Regions from separate parts of the Mus musculus genome. Here all the other regions are linked to region 7. The links are chromatin contacts, called in public HiChIP or PLAC-seq and promoter capture Hi-C maps. All regions are on one chromosome and are shown on one strand. The core of a region is the stretch at or near the end of the contact, and the rest is flanking DNA. Distances in the headings are between cores, read along the strand shown.

Evidence for each region. Promoter capture Hi-C pulls out the DNA fragments that hold promoters and counts their contacts. HiChIP or PLAC-seq counts read pairs in DNA pulled down with a chosen protein or histone mark.
Region 1: an HNF4G HiChIP or PLAC-seq map of pancreatic cancer cells shows a contact between it and region 7. The contact joins the enhancer-like site here to the promoter of Chrd in region 7. A contact is called at or near these places in 5 of 39 promoter capture datasets (cranial neural crest, embryonic stem cells, frontonasal cranial neural crest and 1 more), 5 of 115 datasets of contacts at active chromatin or transcription factors (SST interneurons, embryonic forebrain, embryonic stem cells and 2 more) and 1 of 9 other capture datasets (adipose tissue).
Region 2: a contact with region 7 is called in a FOXA1 HiChIP or PLAC-seq map of pancreatic cancer cells. The contact joins the enhancer-like site here to the promoter of Chrd in region 7. A contact is called at or near these places in 5 of 39 promoter capture datasets (embryonic stem cells, hematopoietic stem and progenitor cells and hippocampal neurons), 2 of 484 Hi-C or Micro-C datasets (Th1 cells and embryonic stem cells), 3 of 115 datasets of contacts at active chromatin or transcription factors (embryonic stem cells and pancreatic cancer cells) and 2 of 9 other capture datasets (adipose tissue and liver).
Region 3: a contact with region 7 is called in a promoter capture Hi-C map of stem cell-derived epiblast-like cells, with 4 times the contacts expected there. The contact joins the promoter of Vps8 here to the promoter of Chrd in region 7. A contact is called at or near these places in 14 of 39 promoter capture datasets (the 3T3-L1 cell line, 3T3-L1-derived adipocytes, the SN4741 cell line and 10 more), 1 of 15 datasets of contacts at CTCF or cohesin (embryonic stem cells), 2 of 484 Hi-C or Micro-C datasets (erythroblasts and stem cell-derived neural stem cells), 8 of 115 datasets of contacts at active chromatin or transcription factors (embryonic hindbrain, embryonic midbrain, embryonic stem cells and 5 more) and 1 of 9 other capture datasets (adipose tissue).
Region 4: a FOXA1 HiChIP or PLAC-seq map of pancreatic cancer cells shows a contact between it and region 7. The contact joins the promoter of Klhl24 here to the promoter of Chrd in region 7. A contact is called at or near these places in 2 of 484 Hi-C or Micro-C datasets (CD4 T cells and the G1E-ER4 cell line) and 2 of 115 datasets of contacts at active chromatin or transcription factors (bone marrow-derived macrophages and pancreatic cancer cells).
Region 5: an HNF4G HiChIP or PLAC-seq map of pancreatic cancer cells shows a contact between it and region 7. The contact joins the enhancer-like site here to the promoter of Chrd in region 7. A contact is called at or near these places in 5 of 39 promoter capture datasets (the 3T3-L1 cell line, 3T3-L1-derived adipocytes, cranial neural crest and 2 more), 3 of 484 Hi-C or Micro-C datasets (Th1 cells and regulatory T cells), 4 of 115 datasets of contacts at active chromatin or transcription factors (astrocytes, embryonic forebrain, embryonic stem cells and 1 more) and 2 of 9 other capture datasets (embryonic stem cells and liver).
Region 6: a promoter capture Hi-C map of embryonic stem cells shows a contact between it and region 7, with 8 read pairs. The contact joins the promoter of 2510009E07Rik here to the promoter of Chrd in region 7. A contact is called at or near these places in 2 of 39 promoter capture datasets (embryonic stem cells and hematopoietic stem and progenitor cells) and 1 of 484 Hi-C or Micro-C datasets (embryonic stem cells).

What each region holds. Positions count from the first base shown.
Region 1 is chr16:21,363,782-21,366,490 of GRCm38.p6, reverse strand. No RefSeq gene overlaps it. Among named protein-coding and RNA genes, the nearest start is that of Gm36224, 26 kb to the left of the region's middle. Within about 2 kb of position 1,295, at least 15 of the 459 cell types and tissues checked have an H3K27ac peak or open chromatin away from gene starts, as enhancers often do. A contact at or near this core is called in extraembryonic endoderm stem cells and pancreatic cancer cells, where this site is marked.
Region 2 is chr16:21,309,567-21,312,266 of GRCm38.p6, reverse strand. No RefSeq gene overlaps it. Among named protein-coding and RNA genes, the nearest start is that of Gm16863, 14 kb to the right of the region's middle. RefSeq lists an enhancer at 572-1,878. Within about 2 kb of position 1,291, at least 263 of the 459 cell types and tissues checked have an H3K27ac peak or open chromatin away from gene starts, as enhancers often do. A contact at or near this core is called in Th1 cells, adipose tissue, hematopoietic stem and progenitor cells and 3 more, where this site is marked.
Region 3 is chr16:21,421,686-21,424,410 of GRCm38.p6, reverse strand. It overlaps Vps8 (VPS8 CORVET complex subunit), which reads right to left and starts at 1,293. Exons shown (of 47, transcript NM_001285893.1): 1 at 1,186-1,293.
Region 4 is chr16:20,096,252-20,098,951 of GRCm38.p6, reverse strand. It overlaps Klhl24 (kelch-like 24), which reads right to left and starts at 1,398. Exons shown (of 8, transcript NM_029436.3): 1 at 1,281-1,398.
Region 5 is chr16:21,338,244-21,340,943 of GRCm38.p6, reverse strand. No RefSeq gene overlaps it. Among named protein-coding and RNA genes, the nearest start is that of Gm16863, 43 kb to the right of the region's middle. Within about 2 kb of position 1,378, at least 196 of the 459 cell types and tissues checked have an H3K27ac peak or open chromatin away from gene starts, as enhancers often do. A contact at or near this core is called in 3T3-L1-derived adipocytes, astrocytes, embryonic forebrain and 2 more, where this site is marked.
Region 6 is chr16:21,693,341-21,696,040 of GRCm38.p6, reverse strand. It overlaps 2510009E07Rik (RIKEN cDNA 2510009E07 gene), which reads left to right and starts at 1,376. Exons shown (of 2, transcript NM_001001881.2): 1 at 1,376-1,825. The coding sequence starts at 1,636.
Region 7 is chr16:20,731,827-20,734,526 of GRCm38.p6, reverse strand. Chrd (chordin) reads right to left here and starts at 1,400. Exons shown (of 23, transcript NM_009893.2): 1 at 1,232-1,400; 2 at 893-996; 3 at 391-520; 4 at 126-254; 5 at 1-40. The coding sequence starts at 1,379. It also overlaps a transcript of Thpo not described here.

The sequences.
Region 1 (2,709 bases), core at 46-2,545, 630 kb before region 7:
ACTAAACCTCGGGAACTGTAAACCAGCCCCAAATGAAATGTTTTCTTTTATAAGAGTTGCCTTGGTCATGGTCTTTCTTCACATCAATAGGCCAGTGATGGAGACAGTGTCTGTAATGGCAGTCAAGCTTAACTTAACTAAGTAGACAAGAGTGTTAGCTCTGCACAGTGCTCTTAAATTGTATCTACTGTTGTTGTTGTTGTTGTTAGGAGGAGGGTGGAAGTCAGAAGAGAACGTCACCAGTCAGGCTTGCTCCTTTACCTTCATGTAGCTTCTGCAGACGGAGCTCAAGGACAATCACCCTGCTCTGCTGAAGCCACCTCATTGGCCCCAGGTAAGTGTCTTAACATTGGCCTCCTGTTTGCCTGAGTTCAGATCTTCCCACCAGCACTCTGAAGTCCAGCAGATGGTAAGAATGTCTCCGACTATGACCACAGGGCTTTTGTAGGAGGAAAGGCAGGTCTCGGTGGTGACAGGAAAAGGTATTCTGTGGTCCACAGCTTCAGGACTAGGTTGTGAAGCTAGGGAGTCCTAAGGCTGGGACCACTGCCACAGGCAGAGCCCAGAACATCTCGGGGGGGGGGGGGGGCTGATGTTTGACCGATAGTGCCTATAGCTCCCTGGTTCCAGGGGGTTCCCACTTTTGTCCTCTACCTCATCTTTACCTGGTGTGGTGTCTGCTCTCAGCCTTTTCCACAACTATACTAGAAATCTAAGAATGGTCCCCTCTCAGGGCTTCCAAATCACCTCAGTTCCTGTGGCTGAATCTCTTCCAGGACCTGGGTGGGGTACCCCAGCATCAGAACTTGTCACCTGGGCACTCTTGCAGAGAGAATGGCTGGGTGCAGCTGCAAGAAGAGGGAGATGAATGCACGTGCACACAGGGAGCTGAGTTTGGATGGCTCTTAGATAAAGCTACATTCTGTGTTCTGCAGCGGCCCCACTGGAACTGATTCACACTAGCCCCATGGGATAAACCCAGGCCACTAGCTGTGAGCCTCAGTGATCCCCAGCCTCAGCCTGGCTCTTTTGATTCTCAGGAGTCTGTGACCTCTGAGAAGTGAGCACAGGGAAGGTGCCCAAGATGAAAAAACGTTTCAAACTCCCAGCAGCCCTGGCCCCAGACAGCATGGCAGGGCTCTCCCTCTGAACACCCACACCTCGCACCCCCAGTGGCTTCTTTTTCTTGCTTCTGGGAGGCTAAAGGCACCCGGATCAACTGCTCTGCTCTGGCTTAGGAGTCCTGATACCTCATCACAATGGGCACTGAGGCTTTTGTGTGACGTCCTCTCTTCCACATCCTGGGTCCTTGTCACAGAGGCTGCACAGAAAACAATGGGCTCTGGTGGCCAGACGCTATCAGTATTTGTCTTCCTGCCTCGTCATGGGTGGCAGGCTCTGACGCACGGGTGACACTGGGTGGGTCTTTACCTGTTTTACCCAGCCAATTGCATACCAGAAAGCCTAGCCCTGGTCACCCTTATTGATCCCAACAGAAAGCTCTCTCGGGAGTTCATCTATCTTTACCTCATCATTCTGTGCAAACTCACCTCAGAAAACCTGCCAAGCTCTTAAAAAAACGACTTCTGATAACCTTCTGGGCACACAGATGGCACAGTGATCCAACTTCAGCTTGTACAGGAGTACAGCTCCACGCATGAGACCCCTACATTTCATCCTTAGCATGGCCAAATAAAGTAAATGAAGATTTTACACGATTAAAACAACAACAACAACAACTGTAGAGAATCCTTAAGAAGGGACAAAGAGTAAGTTTTCAAGTTATCCTTGAACAAGGAACTTAAACTAATAAGATGATATTATACCACCAGCAAATATGAATGTCTGCTGTCAGGCTCAAACCCCTGATGGCACAGCTGGGTGGTTCCAGTCTTTGGAGGACAGAACTCAAAGACTGCAAGCTCAGTATGTGCCAAGGAGTGTAACTCACACTCATGCTCAGCCCAGGGGACAGTGTCTCAGCACGGCTGGTCCAGACAACCCAGCAGTGCAGAGGGGGGAAGCAGAGGCAGGCCTGAATCTAGAATTCAGACAAACACAGGCCACAGAAGAGCTAAGGATGTTTAAAATCGAATTTAAAAACAAAGAAAACACTGAAAGGAACCATGGATGCTATTTTTAGTGCCAAGGGGCTGTCCTGTACAGGAGATAAAGCAGCCCAACTGCAGAGGACAAGTCAGGCCCCTGAAATTAGAGAAGAGGGTGCTAGCAGCTCCAGCAATGAACCCAGCATCACAGGAGGCATGCAAGCAATTTCCAGTTGGGGGTGGTGCAGAAAGAACACTCGAATTCAGCTGTGACTCAGGGGTCTCTCTTACAACTGGTTCTTTCCCACATACGAGTGTCCAGCACTCTCTGGGAAAGCAATAAGGCTACAGTATTTCTCAACTGGTTTTAGATCGAAGCTTTAAAATTTCAGGTAAAGAGTTGGACAGTGGTGGTGGACGCTTTTAATCCCAGCATCAGGGAAGCAGAGGCAGACGGATCTCTGAGTTTGAGGCCAGCCTGGTCTGCAGAGTGAGTTCCAGGACAACCAGGGCTACACAGAAAAACCCTGTTTGGTGTGGTGGGGGGCGGGAGGGGTGCTTCAGGTAAAGGCCTGGGGAGATAGCCCACTAGGTAAAGCGCTCACCCATCATGCAAGCATGCAGTTCTGACCCATGAATAGTTCCCCACTATTCATATGTT
Region 2 (2,700 bases), core at 42-2,541, 580 kb before region 7:
CTAATTAATTCAGACCCCACTCACTTCTGACTTTGCCTCTAGCTGGTCTGAAGCCTTTCCTTTCCCTCTATCTATGAAGAAACAGTTTGCTAAGCAAATAAATAGTTCAGGCAGGATCACAGAGGCAGGTCTGGCTCACTTCACTGTTTTCAAGAACTTTAAAAAGTTTGCTTGAGCAGTCCTCTTCCCAGAAAGTTAATGAGGTCATTACAGCTGGTCCCTATCTTTAAACATTTCTATTCCCAAACTACCTATGAACTGATGTGGCCCTTGGAGGGGTGAGTCCCACTGTGTTCAAACAAGGAACTGAATATATAACTGAGCACATAGTAGGTGCTCATTGTTTGCTGAATGAATGGAAGTAGACACAACAAATAATCTCTCTCTCTCTGTCTGTCTCTGTCTCTGTCTCTGTCTCTGTCTCTGTCTCTCTCTCTCTCTCTCTCTCTCTCTCTCTCATTTCAGGTGAGAAAGCTAAGGCTCAGAGAGGTCATTTGTAAGGCACTTTCAGAGTCAAAGGGCTCAGGGCATCCCTAGAGCTGGACCAGCCAGGCTGCCATTAAAAAATGAGTCCAGGGTTTGAGGTTATGCTTGGTGCAGGGGCACCTTACTCTGTTGTACTATTATAGTGTTAACCCAGCAACAACGGATCGGCTGAATTCTTGAGGAGCAACACCGAAACCCCTGATTGTCCTTTTATAATAGCCTTTCCCCTGGTTACAGGTATCAGCTCTGAAGCCTGTCTCTGAAATCCCTGACTGTGACCCCGATCTCCAGCCAAGGGTGGACTTTGGGATGTCAGGGACAGAGCAGATCAGTTGTCCCCTTGCGGGAGAAGGGATGAGAAAGGAAGGCTGCTCCAGACTGATCTGGACCGAGTTGCTCCTGGGTCCTCTTTCCCCAGGAAGGATGGGTTTTGTTCTCCAAGCGTTCCCTGGCTCCAGATCAGGGCGGGGTGGGGGGTGGGGCGCAAATGTTGTCCACTGACTCCTTTCCCTTGATGAGGGTAGGGTGGAAGCGAAGGAAAAAGGGGAAGACAGCCTGCGTGCTCTCTCTGCCCTTTGTTCTGACGGCTCTGCCCGCCTGGAACACCGCACAGGGAAAATTCCCTGACCGTGAGATCTGCAGGCTGCAGGGTCCCCGGGGAGGGCCGGGCCCCAGGCTCTTTGGAGCTGCAGCTGGAAAGAGGGGTTGGGTTTCAAGGAGTGGGGCTGGGGGAAGGCAGCCTGCCTTCCCGGCGGTGAAGGAGCTGGCCCTGGGAGCCAGCGGTGCCGACAGCTTCCTGTCGAGAGCTGGCGGCCCACGTGACCGCTCCCCACTCAGTGGATTAGGGGGTGAAAGGCCCAAGAGGGAGGGGACGGGAGGGGTGCCCAGGCGCTATCTGCTCGTCTCGGGGAGTGCTTGCAGGGCAGAGCACCAAATCCGCTTTTGCTAAATGAATTCGGCTGGCTCCTTGTCACACGGTCCAGCGAGCTGCCTCTGCCTAAAGAGGGAAGGAGGAGAGTCTGGGCTCTGACTGGGACTACGGGCCGCTAGTTTAAAGTCCCCTCCTCCCAACCTGGCCACACACATCCCCACAGTGCTTGTCAGGGAGGAAATGTAATAGTTACAGACCTGCCGGTGTTGAGGAGATGGGATCCGGCTGCGACACAGAGAAGACTATGTGGCAAGCTTGAAAAGCTATCTAAGTGTGTAGCTCTGATCTCCTGACCTCCTGACCTCCTCGACCCCGCACTCTACCCCCACCTCTGACAGGTTCCTCCTCTAGGTCAAGTGCAGCCGCCCTGACAAGGACATCTGGCCTAATCTTAGAGCCGTTTTCTGTTTAGGCGTTATTGAACTCCTTCTGTGTGTGGAACTGGGCACAGAAATGTGCTGGATACTGATCTGCCTTAAGGAGAGAGACTTAAGATGAAGTTTGAGCATAGTAGGGTAACCCAGGGTGCAGGCTTAGAGTTCAGAGAGAAATTAGGGCCCAGTCTAGTAGACAGTTTGGAAGAACAATTGTCCATTCAGCCTGATTGATAGTGCTTCTCTCCCGTGCCACCTCTTTCTTGTTCCCAGAGCAAAGAGGTGACCTAGAACCCCACAGATCTGTGGAGGTTTCTGAGTCAGCTGAGTTCACTCTCTGGTTTGCCACACTCTTTTCATTCTTTCTGAATGTCATAGGGTGGGGGGATCGGAAGATGCCACACAGTGCTGGCCTTCTCAAAGGAGGACTCACAGTCCCAGGCAAAATTTCGCCTGACCCAAGAACACTTGATCCACCAGCCCTCCGTTAAATGCTGCCTTAGGCTGGAGCAGTGGCAGCCTCCCCTTGGTGATCAGTGGTATGGCTTCACTTGTCCTGTGGGTGGTTTCTGTTCCAGATTCCATTTCTATGGTTGATATAGCTCAGAGTCCTGTGAAGTCAGAAAACCATGCTTTCCCTTCCACTAAAGGTGATAGGAAAAACAGCTGGGTCCCCTGGAGCCAGGAATGGTTGAAGATGGGGTCTTATCTGTCACTTCATTTTGATCAGCATCTGCTTTATAGAGATTGACCTCTCACCCAGGATCCTGATAGGATTATGGAGTGATAACTGGGTGAACTGTCTAGGAGTTGAGTTGTCCTGGAGGAGCCCTTCAGACCTAGGAGGCTTCTTTAAAATCAGCTGCCAGTCCTGTCCTGTCCTGTCCAGTCCCCATCCCTCCAGTACAC
Region 3 (2,725 bases), core at 44-2,543, 690 kb before region 7:
AGGTATACTGCTCTTATATAGGGCCAGAGTTTGGTTCCCAGCACCAACACGGGGTAGCTCACAACAGCTCGTAACTCCAGCTCTAGGGCCTTACTTCTCCTATCCCAATGGCTAAAATGTTTATGGACTAGTGGGGATAACACTAAGAGTCACTAAGAAACCCCCAAATTCTGGAAGACAGAATGCACTCAACGACTGCCAACAGTCCAATTACAAAAGAAACATATAAAGAAAAAAAAATCAGCACCTTATTCTGTTAGAGGTCTGTAAAGAATTTTCTCACATAACTCAGTCACTTCCCGCATACAAGGCTCAACAGTTCAAACAAAACTGCTCCATTTATCTTTATTGTGTATTCTACAGACCAGGTCAGCTAGTGCTAGAGGAGTCAATACTTTTCTGCTTAGATGTCAACGTGAGCAAACCCATGACTTAAACACATGTGGGTTCCCCCATCCTCAATCTATATTGGAAGCACTTCAAACACAGAAGTGTAACATAAACCCACACACAACGATGTGCAATTTTCTCCCAAACAGAGACACCTGGAACAGAGTTAGCGGCACTAGCCAACATCTGTGCTTACGTTACTTGGGCTTTTTGGGGGGGGTTAGGGGGTGGGGTGTCCAGTAGAGTGGGCAGTACAGTAACAAGCATTCTGGCAAATAGAGCCCCGCCTACTTATGAGAAGGCTCCAGCAGCTACTCCGGATAAGCCAGTACAATCCTTCCATTGAAACATGTCCACTTAGTACACCCAAACTCTGGATTGCCGCGTGCCTCTGTCCCCCGAGTGCCACACCTAGACAACAAGCCAAGGCACAGGGGTGCCCCCCACCTTGCGGCCCTCGGATTGGGGCACACCTGGCAGGAGGCGAGGAGGAAGCGGCAGCACGGGCTGCACGTCAGTCGGACCGGGTGAGAACCTCCACGCCGTGCGGCGGGCGTGGGAGGGACAGCACCCACCTCCCGGCCGCAGTCCGGGCGTGAGCGCGCCAGTCCGGTATCCCCGCAGGCGGCCGGACCCGGGTGGAAACTGCTAACCTAGTGCGAAGTCAGACTCCTGAGCCAGCCCGCGGTGGCCACAGGGTCTGCGGGAGCCACTGGGGCGCAGCTCCGTCTGCGCACCCCTGCCGCGCCGGCCCGCACCCGCCGCCCCGCCCCACCCGTTCGGAATACGTGTTACCTGAGCCGGCGTCTGCCTTGACGGGACCCCAGCACACGTGACCCCGCGGAGGCCAGCCCACGCACGCGCAGTCTCGGCAGCTGGCGGGCGCGCTTCCGCTCTCTTCCCCAGAGACGCCCTGCACTGGGCGGTGCGAGCCTCTGCGTCACGCCCTCCTTAAAGGGAGACTCTGTCCGGCCTCCAGGGACGCTCAAGGAGCCCTGGCATCTGAGCCGGAGGAGTCTAGCAAATAGAGGTCCTCAGATTAAAAGGAACGTCCCTTTCAATCAGCTCACCTGAACTTCCATAAACTCACCCCAAAACGAGGTGTCAAGGATCGTCCAGCCATCAGGCGCGCAGGAGCCTGAGGCAGAAGGAGCATATTGAGTTCAAACTAGTCTGGGATACCGACACAGACCTGTCTCAGATTCGACAAATAGATAAATGGATGGATGGATACACAGTGCAGGGTTAGGAGTGGATATGGAATTCGTTTCGTTGGATTTGGTAGTGTCCACTAATTCGTTTTCTTTTGAAAGGTGAACACAGAATTGCTGGGTTTTGGTGGGTAATTTTGGGGGGAAGGGGAAACATTGTTTTTGCAAATAAGGATGGATACTGAAAACTTCTTTTCCAAATTATCATTTTTAGTTGTCATTGTTCCATCAAAAAATAATAGAGTGGGTCACATTATTAAATAGAGAAGGCATCTTTTTTTTCCCTAATATGCTACTGGAAAAAGCTATTTCAGGATAGTTTGGCGTTTACAATTGCCACTATATGGTATCATTAACCCAAGGAGGCAGATAACATAGTTGTTGGACTTGTCTGTGAGGGAGAAATGAGGAGGGAGAGTGTGGGAAGATACCTCAGGAGGAGTTACATTGAGTATCAACCAGGCTCACTGTAGGTCTGTCCTGTAAGTACATTAGGACTGTCAGTAAAGGCCAGCTGATCACAGTGACATAAAGAAACTATAGGGCTGTCATTTTTAGGGTCACGGATGAAGGAAAATAATCAACACCTTAGCTAAAAAAAAGGGGGGGGAGCAGGGAGTGAGGAGACTTCTGTAGGCAGGAGCCAGAGAGACTGCCTAACTGAGGGAACAGTGGGATTAGTTACAAGCCAAGGTGAGTTTAGGGACAAGTTGCTAGCCTGATGTGGCTAGGGTACAGGCAGTGGCTTCCAAACATCTTTAATAATCACTCACAGAAACACATTTCAGCCATGACTCTGTGTGTGTGAGTGTGTGTGTATGAGACACACACACACAGAGAAAGAGAGAGAGAGAGAGAGAGAGAGAGAGAGAGAGAGAGAGAGAGAGAGAGAGACCCGTCTAAAGTAGGTTAGACAGAATGGTGACACCAGAACCCTGAGCCCTGAGTGACAGAGAATTGTTAAAGTTCTGGGAAGAACGGAATTCAGCTGACACATTGGGGAATGGGGCTATAGGACATGAAAAATGGGAAGATTGTTAATTGACATTTTCAAAATGTTTTACAGTCGTCACACACTTATTCTAGAGAACTTCAGAAAGCAAAGCCAAGTCTTGTGGGTGGAT
Region 4 (2,700 bases), core at 149-2,648, 640 kb after region 7:
ATATTATACCTGCTTTACTGAAGAAACTCAACTTTTCTGAGATAAAATGACAAAACCTAGCTGCACCATAAGTTTAAGAGATTTGGAAAACCACCTTTAATATCCTCCGTCTGGAAATGACTGGGCTTTCGGTTATCTTAATGTACAGTTTTCCAAACACACCTTCAACTCACTTATCAGAAACTTCTCAATTACCTGGGAGATTAATACACGAAATTGTGTGCCCCAAAAAGGGAAAACTAAGAAAGCTCATTCAAAAATCCAAAACCAAAAAACTTTTAGGTGAATAACCTCAAAATATCTTTTTTTTTAAAGGTAAAAGCCACCGTTTATATTTTTAGTGGCAAGGGATACATATTAAATCCTAATAAAGAAAAACAAAACACCAAACCATTATCAACCATCAACCATCTGGTGGTTGTGCCAGGTGTCAGCTGAGAACACTAACAGAAAAAAAAATTGACATGATTAAAATCCGCTAGAGCTGATATTGAAGCTTCTCAAATGTGGCCTTGTGGGTCATCCTTTACTACCTAAGGCTGGACAGAGCAGGCAAGGGCAACTTCGCAGAGCTGCGCGCTGTCCTACGCCAGGAGCTACGGGTTAGCCCCCACCCCCTGGCCTCTGCAGGGCACGCCCCCTTCCTACCCACCGCCCCGCTGCTCCCCTCCCTCGGCGCCCGCGTCCTCCAGGTCACCTTCAGGCGAGGGCGGGACTGCCTGGCACGGGCCACCCACCTACCACCCCCTGCCAATAAAAATTCGGAACTCGCCGGCCCGGCCCGCCTGCAGCGCCCAATCCCGGCCGCCCGAACGATCTTCGCCTCGGGTGCCCAGGGCTTGGGGGCGGGAACATTGGGAACTAAATTAAGAAGCAGAGGGCCCTGAGAAGGAAGCGGGCAGCCGGGTGGGGGCTCCCCCGGGACGGCCCGAGGCCGCGCTCCCGGTAAACAAAGGCTTCGCGGGGGCGGGTAACGGTCAGGTGACCACGCCCCGCATGTTTCGCAACTGTGCTGCTGGCTGCTATGGCCCCAGCACCCCGATCCTTATCCGTGCTAGGCGACAGCACTCACGGTCACCCCACGGAAACTCCAGGTCCGAGGCCGAAACACTCCGGCCGCTTCCACCCTAAGTGTATTGCTGCCGCGGGGCTCGTCCCTGCCCTGTCCCCACGCCCGAGGCCGCATCGGGCTTCTGGCAGCCAGGGACCTCGCCTCCCTCCCGCCGGTGCCGGGGATCAGCGCCGCGGTCGCATGCCGCTTGGAGCGGCCACCCTGGTACCTCTCGGCGCAGGCTGGAAGCGGCACGAGCGGCGACCCCCGTCCCTGCTGCGCCGGCGTCTCCTCGAGCCACCGCCAGTCTCTGCCACTGCTCACAACAAAGGAAACATGTGACCGTCGAGCCAAAACACTTAGCGTCACCCACCCTTGGCCAATGGGGGGGAGGCATCCGCCTTCCCGGAGCATTCTGGGAGACGTAGTTTTTACTGCCGGTGGGCTCTCAGGCCATCTGGGTTCCGCTAGAGGGCGGAAACCCAACCCCGGGCTGCTAATTCCAAACATTTATTTAAGGTAGAATAAGATTAAAGGAATGCATCTTGATCAAGACAGAAGTGGTATGTTGATTGTTTTCAAAGAGCCCTTTACATCCCAAAGCCAAAGCACAAGACCAGGACTTAGCCAACCTTAGAGCTTGGAATAAGGCTTGTTTTAATTACCATGTTCTAACACACTTGGGAAATCAGAGGGCCTGAGAGGTGGAGTGTACTAGAAGCCTGGTCATAATTGCAGAGGACGCTTTCTTTGTAAATCTGTCAAGGTCGCTATCAGAGCCTCAGTTACTTTTTAAATTTAATTTAATTTTTGTCTTAATCAGATGCAGGAGTTGAACAAAAATTGTAACAAACCTTTATTTTCCGAGGCACATGGAATCTTCTTCAAGATGTTTTGTTTCTAGGAGATTCCTTTTCAAGGATGGCCGTCCTCTGCTCTTGAAAATGTTTGGATAGTTCTGGCTTCTGACAAAAGTTACGTACTTCTTCCTTCTGCACTTCATTAAGACAGCCTTGCCTCCGTTAAAATTAGATGTGTTGCCACAAGGTAGAGAGAGAGGAGCAGAGTTGACAGGCAGGCCATTTGATAAGCTTTTAGGTCTCCTTTTCATGTTCTATTAACTTAAAAAAAGCCTACTGAGTACTTCCTGGGGCGCGGGGGTGGGGGGTGGAGTGGGGGGGACCTTTCTTTGACTTTTCTAAGATTTATGGCTAGGCCTGCAGTAAAACTGCTTGCCACTCTGGCTTGACCAGTTGGTGCTATCAGCTTAGAGAGTCCTTTCTTTGGTTTTCTCTTGTCAAAGCAAGAAGATTTATTTTCATATTCTCTCCTTCCTTCCCTCGTCCTTTTCCCCTCCTCCCCTCTTTTCCTCCTCCTTCCTTCTCTTCCCCTCTCTTCTCCACAAATTGATTTAAACAAGATACATAACTTGAAGGAAAACTATCTAGAATTCTTTTTAAATTGTCTATTATTATTATTATTATTATTATTATTATTATTATTAATTCTTTGTGTGTGTCTGTATTGGCTATCTGAGTGCTGGTAAAGATCAGAGTCATTGGGTCCCCCTGGAGCTGCAGGTGCTGGGAGCTGAAATCCAGATAGAGCAATAAGTGCTCTTAGCCATTAAGTCATTTCTTCAGCTCTAT
Region 5 (2,700 bases), core at 129-2,628, 610 kb before region 7:
CATACAAATAAAGTAAAACTTGAACTTAAAAAAATTAATTTAGCGTGTGTGCATACACCTATGCAGGTCCACTTGCCTTTGCATGTGTGTAGAGGCCAGAGGTCAGCTTCAGGAGTCTTCCTCTATCACGCTCTACCTTATTTATTTATTCATTCATTTACTTATTTATTTATTTTTGGAGATGGGCGCTCCAGGTTGGCCAGCACTGGAGTGTGTGCTACTCTTTGCATGGGGGTGTTGGGGATCTGAACCCAGATCCTTGTGTATTCTCTTTGAATACCCAGAAATTCTCTGCCATGCCTTTGCCTCAAAGCTCTGCAGAAGCTAGCTGGGAGCCACCCACCAAGACCTTAAACACCTTGGGAGTGCAGCCCCGCCTCCCTGCCTCCCCAGCTCCTTACTCAGCCTCATGCTTAGAACACACCTGGTAACTGCTTGTGGCATAAACAAAAGCTTCACGTATGCGATGTGGGCGGGGAGAGGTGGAAGGTGCAGGGAGAAGCCCTCTCCAAATGAGCCATTATGCAGAAAGGGTCATTGTTACAGGAGGCAGAGCTGGAGGCAAGCCCTTCTATCCACGAGGACCAGCGCCCCCAATTACACCAGCTGGCCTCAACTTCTGTGTGAGCCTGATTAAAAAGCACCCTCTCTCCAGTGTCTGGAAACCCCTGCAAGGAAAGTTTGCTGCCCAAAGTTGGCTTTTGACTAGAGTCTTAATAAGAGGCTTCAGCAGGCTGCGTGGAGAGACAATGTCACTTTAGAGGAGCAGCTGGAAGCGGCAGTTAGAAGAATTATTTTAATGAATACATTTCCTTTCAATTGTATGGGAATATCAAGATCCCATTAGAATGGGGAAGCAATTAGAACTAATAAAGATGAATGCGCAGTGCTCAGTGCATGTGGAATAACAAGCAGCCAACAAAGGGACTCCCTGAGCAGGCTCTAATCCAAGTGAGGCCGGAGCCAGCAGAGGGGGAGAGGCTCTGCTCAGCCACTCAAAGCCACCTTGTCCCCGCACATTCTGATCACGGCCTGGCCCACAAATGGTGTGAGTTGTGGCCTCCAAGGTGGGGAGGGGTGGCCCCCACCCCATCCTGGGTCAGCCTCTTGGGGGTTGAGATGGACTGTTGGCAGCCCCTTGGCAACAGCCATTCAAACCGGGCCTCTGGCTCCCAGCCAGCTTCTCGCTTGTCCCTCCAACGAGGCCTCATTGTGTCCAGGTGGCAAACGCCTTCTCGTGAACGTTCCTTAGAGGTTTGGAGAGGGACTGGGACAGTGAGGAGGGAAGAAAGGGTGAATGAGAAGGGGCCTCTGCCCTGCATCCCTCCTCTCCCCTCCTCCACGCCCACAGCCTGTGCCTCCTCTGAGTTTGGGGTTATGTTACAGTCAGTGGTGAGTCACAGGCAGCCAAACACAGAAGTACTGTTGCTTACACAATTGCTCTTCAAACAGCAACAAACAATTTTCATTACCCAAGTCAGATCAAATCATTCGCCTGGCCATCCTGCCTCTTCATAGCCACGCAAACAGGCCCAGAGCCTCATGCTTTGCCCATTCCGCTCTGACAGCACTGGGCTACGGTCTGCATTGGGCTCTGAGGACAGACAAAGCTCTTTCTCTCCTTCATTTGAGCTGGATCTGCTGCATGGCTGTCAAGAAAGGAACAAGAGAGACACAGTCACCTCTGCAGTGAGGCCCTGCTCAGTTGTGGGTCAGCCTGCTATTACCATCTGTGTGAAGCAAGGGCTGCCAGACTCCTGCGCCTGAGTTTAGAAGGTGTCCAACAAGATAAGTCTGGCTCGCTACCAAAGTATTCACTGGCCCCTAATGCAGTGTCTGTACTTGACATTTCTTTGTTTAATTTCTTTTGGCCAGACATTTTTTTGAACCAGGAATGTGTAAACTCACTCCGAAATGTCTGTATGAGAGGCCAGTTGCATGCTCATTACTAGTTTTTTTCTATTCCTTCTCTTAAAAAAAAATCTTCACCATCTCTTTAGGACCTTGAAATAACCCCATGGGATAGACAACCAGGATTCATTGAGCCCCGTGATGAGGAAAACACAGGCCCACACAAGGTCCTACACAAGGTCACAGAGCCACCAGTGGGTAAGAACCTGGCTCAGTACAGACTGACACCTTTCCCACACCTCCACAAAGTACAGACATTCCAGGAGACGTCACCCTGAGGTTCTTGGCTTCCACTGTAACTCCTTATCCCTACCCATCCCTACCCACCCCCACCGCACTGCACTAAGCACCAAGGGCTAGAAAGGGTACCTAGAAGATTTGTATCCACAGTCACCAAAGGGCTTGCTTTGCCACCAGCCCCTTTCCTCCCTTTCCATAGCTCAGATAAAGATTGTCTGAAAGGCTTTCAGGACATGGTAGATACGGTAAGAACTGGGAAAGATTGCCGAGTCTGTCTCCTTCAGTAGACACTGGCAAGGATAAAACCGTGTCTGTGCACCTGCCACGCCCCTGGCCTCCCACACCTGAAGGCCTACTCCTTGAACTTTTGATGTATAATTTTGGAGTGTAATTTACATGCTATGAGGTGCATGGATATATAGTTTGGCAAGTCGTAACTATTGTAGTCCTATACTGGAGAAACAGAGAATGTACATCTACACAAAGTTTCTGCTAATCCTTTCCAGTCAGATACACAGGACCCTGTCACAGGTGTCACCCTGGACAGGT
Region 6 (2,700 bases), core at 127-2,626, 960 kb before region 7:
GCATGGCACCTTGTGTTTACCTCAGTTCAATGTTAGGTTAACGGGGAGCCAGAATTTGTCACTTAGATGGGACAGTTGTTGAAATCAGCCGTTGCCATCTGAGTTTACCTCAATCCCTGACACATGAAGATTTCACAGAGTCAGACATATGCAAATTAGATTTCCCTTCCTAAGCCAAGGTTAAATAAAAGGGAAAATTATGAAAGGGTGCTTATGGCAGCAAAGAGTTTTGAGGACTTGAGGATGAATTTCGTTTAAAACCAGGATAGAGCTCATTGCCAAACAGGAAGGGGATAAAGGGAAGGGAAAGGAGATCTGGGGAAAGCACGGTCCAGCCCAGCATTTGTGCTGAGAGGCTCTGTTGCGGACCCTCTGCGATTACAGGCATTTTCCTGGGCCCGGTGTAGCATTTGGCAAGGAAGCAGAGGGAAGGCGTTCCTCCTTTCGGTGTTTTAGACTGGGCACTGGCCCGCGTGGTAGGGGAAGCACTGCTCCCGTAAACGAAAGATTCATTTTTCTCTTCTCTGGTTCAGTCTGGGATGGAAGACCCATTTGAAACAAGTTGTGGCCAGCAGGGCGGTCTAACAAGCAGACTGGGGGAGGTGGGAGAGGGACCTGCAGCCTAGGCAGCCACACCCATTGGCTAGGCTGGGCCACATGTCAGTCTGTGTACCCATGTCCGACCGTGTCAACTCCACACATGTAATCCATGCATAAATTTACTACGCCATTCCAGCCCACCATACCGCCACACACGCAGTTCAACTGATGCAGTTAATCACGCTAGGGCGTCCACACTCACAACACACACACACACACACACACACACACACACACACACACACACACTCACACACGACTATACGACTGGCGTGTAATGTCTATGGCCACACAGACACTGCAAGCCACTCAGTGCATCCCCACACCCTACACGTATCAAGACAGAAACCTAACAGATTCTCCCACCCTGACTGCCCAAAGCCCCGCACCCAGGACTAGTTCCGGGAGGCTGGCACAGGGAAGAACCCGCGAGGTCATCGCCCGCTGCCATCCGGCGGCTCCAGGACAGCCCGGGCGAGTGTGTGCCCAGCAGGACGCCACGGCGCGACGGGGAGGGAGTGCTAAGGACCAGGCTAGACCCTGTGCCTAAAGGCTGCGGGAGAAGGCCGGACTGTAGCCGGAGGTACGCCCTCCCAACCCGAGGGCGTAGGGGATGTGTGCTGACTGTCCTATGGGCATGTGGGACCCGCTGGCCGGGGGCAGAGGCGACGCGCGCAACGCCACCGCGAGGGGATGGGCTCGCAGAGGGGCGCGGCGGTCTAAGTGTGCGCGTGCGCGTGCAGGCGTGGCGGCCCGAGTGGGGAGGAGGGAGCAGGGAGGACGACAGAGAGAGACGGGAGGAGGGAGCAAAGAGGAGGGAGGAGAGGAGAGGAGAAAGAAGGGAGGAGGGAGCAGGGCGCAGAAGGGAGCAGGGCGCGGGGAGGCAGCAGGCCTGGCCGGGTCGCTGCTCCCTCCCCGGGCGGCTCCTCGGCAGCGGGTGTTCGCCGCGCCTCCAGCCCGCAACCCACCCTCGCCCTGCCCGGCCCGCGCCTCTGCCCTGTCCTAGGCTCCCGGCCCGGCTCTTCAACCGGAGAGATGAGTGCGGCCACGGCGCCCGAGCGCGGCTGGAAGAGCGAGAAAGTGGACGAGGCGCAGGCCCTGGCGCGGAGCTGCGCCGCCCGCAGACCCGACTTCCAGCCGTGCGACGGGCTGTCCATCTGTGCCACGCACAGCCACGGCAAGTGCTTCAAGCTGCACTGGTGCTGTCACCTGGGATGGTGTCACTGTAAGTGGAGCCGCGTCGGCCTGCTGTCGCCCGCCTGCGGCCGGGTGCTACCCGGACGACGGGAGGAAATCCCGGGGGAACCTAGCTGTAGTCACAAAAGGGAACCTTCCTACCCACAGGAGCCTGGGGCTGGCTTTCTTTGCCGTTCTTTTAGATACTTGCTCAGAGCCGCCAGAGCGGACGCGCGCCAGCAGGGTAGCCCTTTCAGCGGTGGGGGGTGGGCACGGACATACCCCTTTCACTTTCTTGCCTGTTCTTTCTGGCTGCTGTTGAACAGAAAGAACCCTAGGTCCTAGCGATTCCCATTTATTTAATGTATCCAGATCGAGAAAGAACCAAAGTATGAAGAATGGCTTCTAAGAAGTTAAAAGGAACAGTTTGAAGAGCAAACTCCTTCGACACCCAGTTACAGCGTTTGAGCCAAGCCAGGACTAGTCTAGTCCTAGGCCAGTTGTATTTATCCTGAGAGTTTTAAATAGATTAAACTTAAGTAGCCATTTAATCAGCATTCCACAATTTGATTACTTCATGGCATTTAGCTTAATCCGACTGCTGAATCATTTCTTTTTAGAAACATTCTGAAGTCGGTTTCCATATAATCTTAGATTTGGAGGGCTTTGCCGTGCTTAAGACACATTTTCCAAGTGATCTTCAATCAAACTTTTCCCCCCTGTTATTTAGGAGGATATGGTTTACAAGGAGAGCTACAATATGTAACAAATCTTTATTTGCTTTTAATTGAGAATATTTGAATGTCTTAGTTGAGTTTATAAATTAAAGGATAGAAAATCCTTGCTTTTCCTTATAAATTCAAGGTACCTGGAGAGCGAATATTGATTTTGTTGTTCCTCTGCTGATGAGGACAAACAGGATGT
Region 7 (2,700 bases), core at 151-2,650:
ACCGCCTGCGACCTCGGTCCTGTCAGCAGCGCCACAAAGTCTTCGAGAAGAGAAGATGGCCTGAGCACTGTCAAGCCTTGCCGCGGGACTCAAACTTCATCAGGCCCACCTCCACCCCAGCCTACCTGTGTGGCCATCAGCACGGGTCCGCTCCCCAACGCCGGGTTCCCCTCGATCACTGTAACTGCGATGCTCTGGATCCCTTGGATACTCGAAGACCAGGCCAGCGGGCTGTGGATCTAGATTGCTGCGCTCTGCATCCGGGGTAAGGAATAAGACGGCTGGCTTCAGAAAGGTACCAGGAGGACCAGTCCTCCTCCGCGATGCAAGTCGTACAGGACCTAGTGTAGAGCCTTCCACCCTCCTAACTCCGGGCACAGCGGGCCTCACCCTGCGGGCAGGTCTGGCAGCAGTGTCCTGGCAGCTGGCGCGGCTGCCTGCAGGCCAGGGTGGGGCACTGAGGTTTGATGTTCTTGCAGCTGACCCTGCCAGGACCCCTCCCACGGCGAGCCCACTGAGGCTGATGGCAGAGAACATAGGAAAATTAAGGGAATGAAACCATCAGACCCCAGGGCTGCAGACAGTCAATTCTGCTATTTACAAGTTACATGGCCCGTCCAAAGTTTCTTAACTTCTCTGAGCCTCGGCGTCCCTGTCTGCAAAGTAGAACTAATAATGTCATTTATCTAGCAATACTGTAACGGGAGGGGGGAAGTTGGCTAAAAGCCAGTCACATTGTGGGCGATCAATAACTGTCAACACCGCAGACTTGAAAGCGGTTTCCTCCGATTTGCGGACCAGCCTTCCCCTGAGCATCTCCGAGTCTACTACTTAGGACACCAGCGTTCCGCTACCCTCTAGAGTAGGGCAGGCAGCTGCGTTATCCACTCACCGCTTCACAGGCGCACAGCACGCAGCGCATCACCCCAAAAGGCTCCCCCAGGTCCGGGTGCCACGTCTCGTCCAAGGCATAGACCTTCCCGCCGAAGGAGCAGCCTGCGGGGACGGGCTTGGCTGGCGGCCGCTGTCCGGTTGCTCGTGCCGTAATGCCTGCTCCGGGCTCTGCCCGCCAGGCCCATGGTCCCTTGGCACCGTGCACCTCGCCGCCTCTGCTTTCCCCTCCCACCCTCCCGCTGCGCGAAGCCACCTGCGCCCGGGGCCCTCTCCCTGTGGATGTAGACTTGCCAGGAGTCAGACTCCCCTCCCGCACCTCCCCCTGGAGCCCACCTACCTGCCGCTCCCCGGACAGGCAGCGGCTCCTTCTCGGAACGGATGGGCAGTGCTGGGGGCTCAGGGCCAGTGCCACTGGCCGGCCGCGAGCCGAGCAGCAGCAGCCCGAGGAGCAGCCGCGGGGCCGGCGGGGCCGGGAGGCTCGGCATGACGCGGAGCAGACAGCTGGGGAGGCGGGCGGGAGGAGGGAGCAGGAGAGGGAGTAGGGCCGGACCGGAGGCGGGCCGGCAGGAGGGGGCCGGGGCCAGGAGGGGGGCAGTGGCGAGGGGCTCGTCTCACAGTCGCCTGGTCGGCTCCCGGCCGGGCGGGGCGGGAGAGAGCGGGCGGAGGGGCGCTGACCCGGGCCGTACTCCACTTTAGTGCCCTAGGCGCCGGCTCTGGCCCGTTTTATGCCCGCGCCAGGCGTCCGGGCCCGGGGCCTCCTCTTCAGCAAACGGGGCGCGGCGGCGGCTCCACAAGGAGCCCGGCTGAGCCCGGGGGGTCCGGCCCAGCAGCAGCGGCCGGATCGCGAGTGGGGGAGGGGGACAGGCTGGGACCCGGCAGGGGAGGAGGGAGGGACTGGAGGAGGGGGGAGCGGAGTGGGTAGGGGGAAGGGAGGAACTAGGGGGCGCAAAGAGGGAGAGGAGAGGCGGGCCTCGACACCCCCACACACGCTCCTTGCGACCACCCCTGGAGGTGGTGTCCACCCCAAGACCAGAGGCTCAGGCTAGTGAAGGGCAGAGGCTGAGCCTCGGGCCTGTGGCACTCTTGAACGAGATGGGCCGCTGGAGGATGAGGACTTGTCTTTGAAAATGACACCGATCCACCCCTACCTAGGACCCACAGCACCCCCTTCCTTTCACTCTGGCTGTATTCCTATTTCCCTTCTAAGGTCTCTCCTCTTTCTTCACTTCCCAGGGACAGGAACCTAGCCTGTGCTTCCCAGAATCAAGCAGTGCTTCCCTGAGTGGAGTCATAATTCACCAGCACCCCAACCTGCTCTCAAGTCCATCCAACTACCACCTCTGGCTCTCTCATGCTTTTCCTTCATCCAAGAGATGACCCTCTTCCTCTCCAGCTCAGTCCCCACCTCCTTTGTCCTGCTTTTCTAGACAAGCCTCCCCATCCTACACACACACACACACACACACACACACACACACACACACACACACGCGCGCGCGCGCGCGCGCGCGCGCGCACCGTTCTTCCCACTATCCCAGCACTAGGCTTCCTAATCTTAGAAGGCATCTCTTATTCAACTGGAGAATTCCGGGATCCAGGCCATACGCCTCAGTAGATAGCCCATCCTCTCTGAGGCGCAGAGAAAGCCTGAGGAAGACAAGGGAGAGAGGACAGGGTCAGGCCACAAGGTCCCTGAGGACAGAGACTGTGGGGAGACAGGGACTGGGGAGAAAGCACAGGAGCTAGAGCCAGGGCCAAAGGAAGAGAGGAGCCAGCAAAGAGGTATTTGTGGGGGAGGCTCGGCAG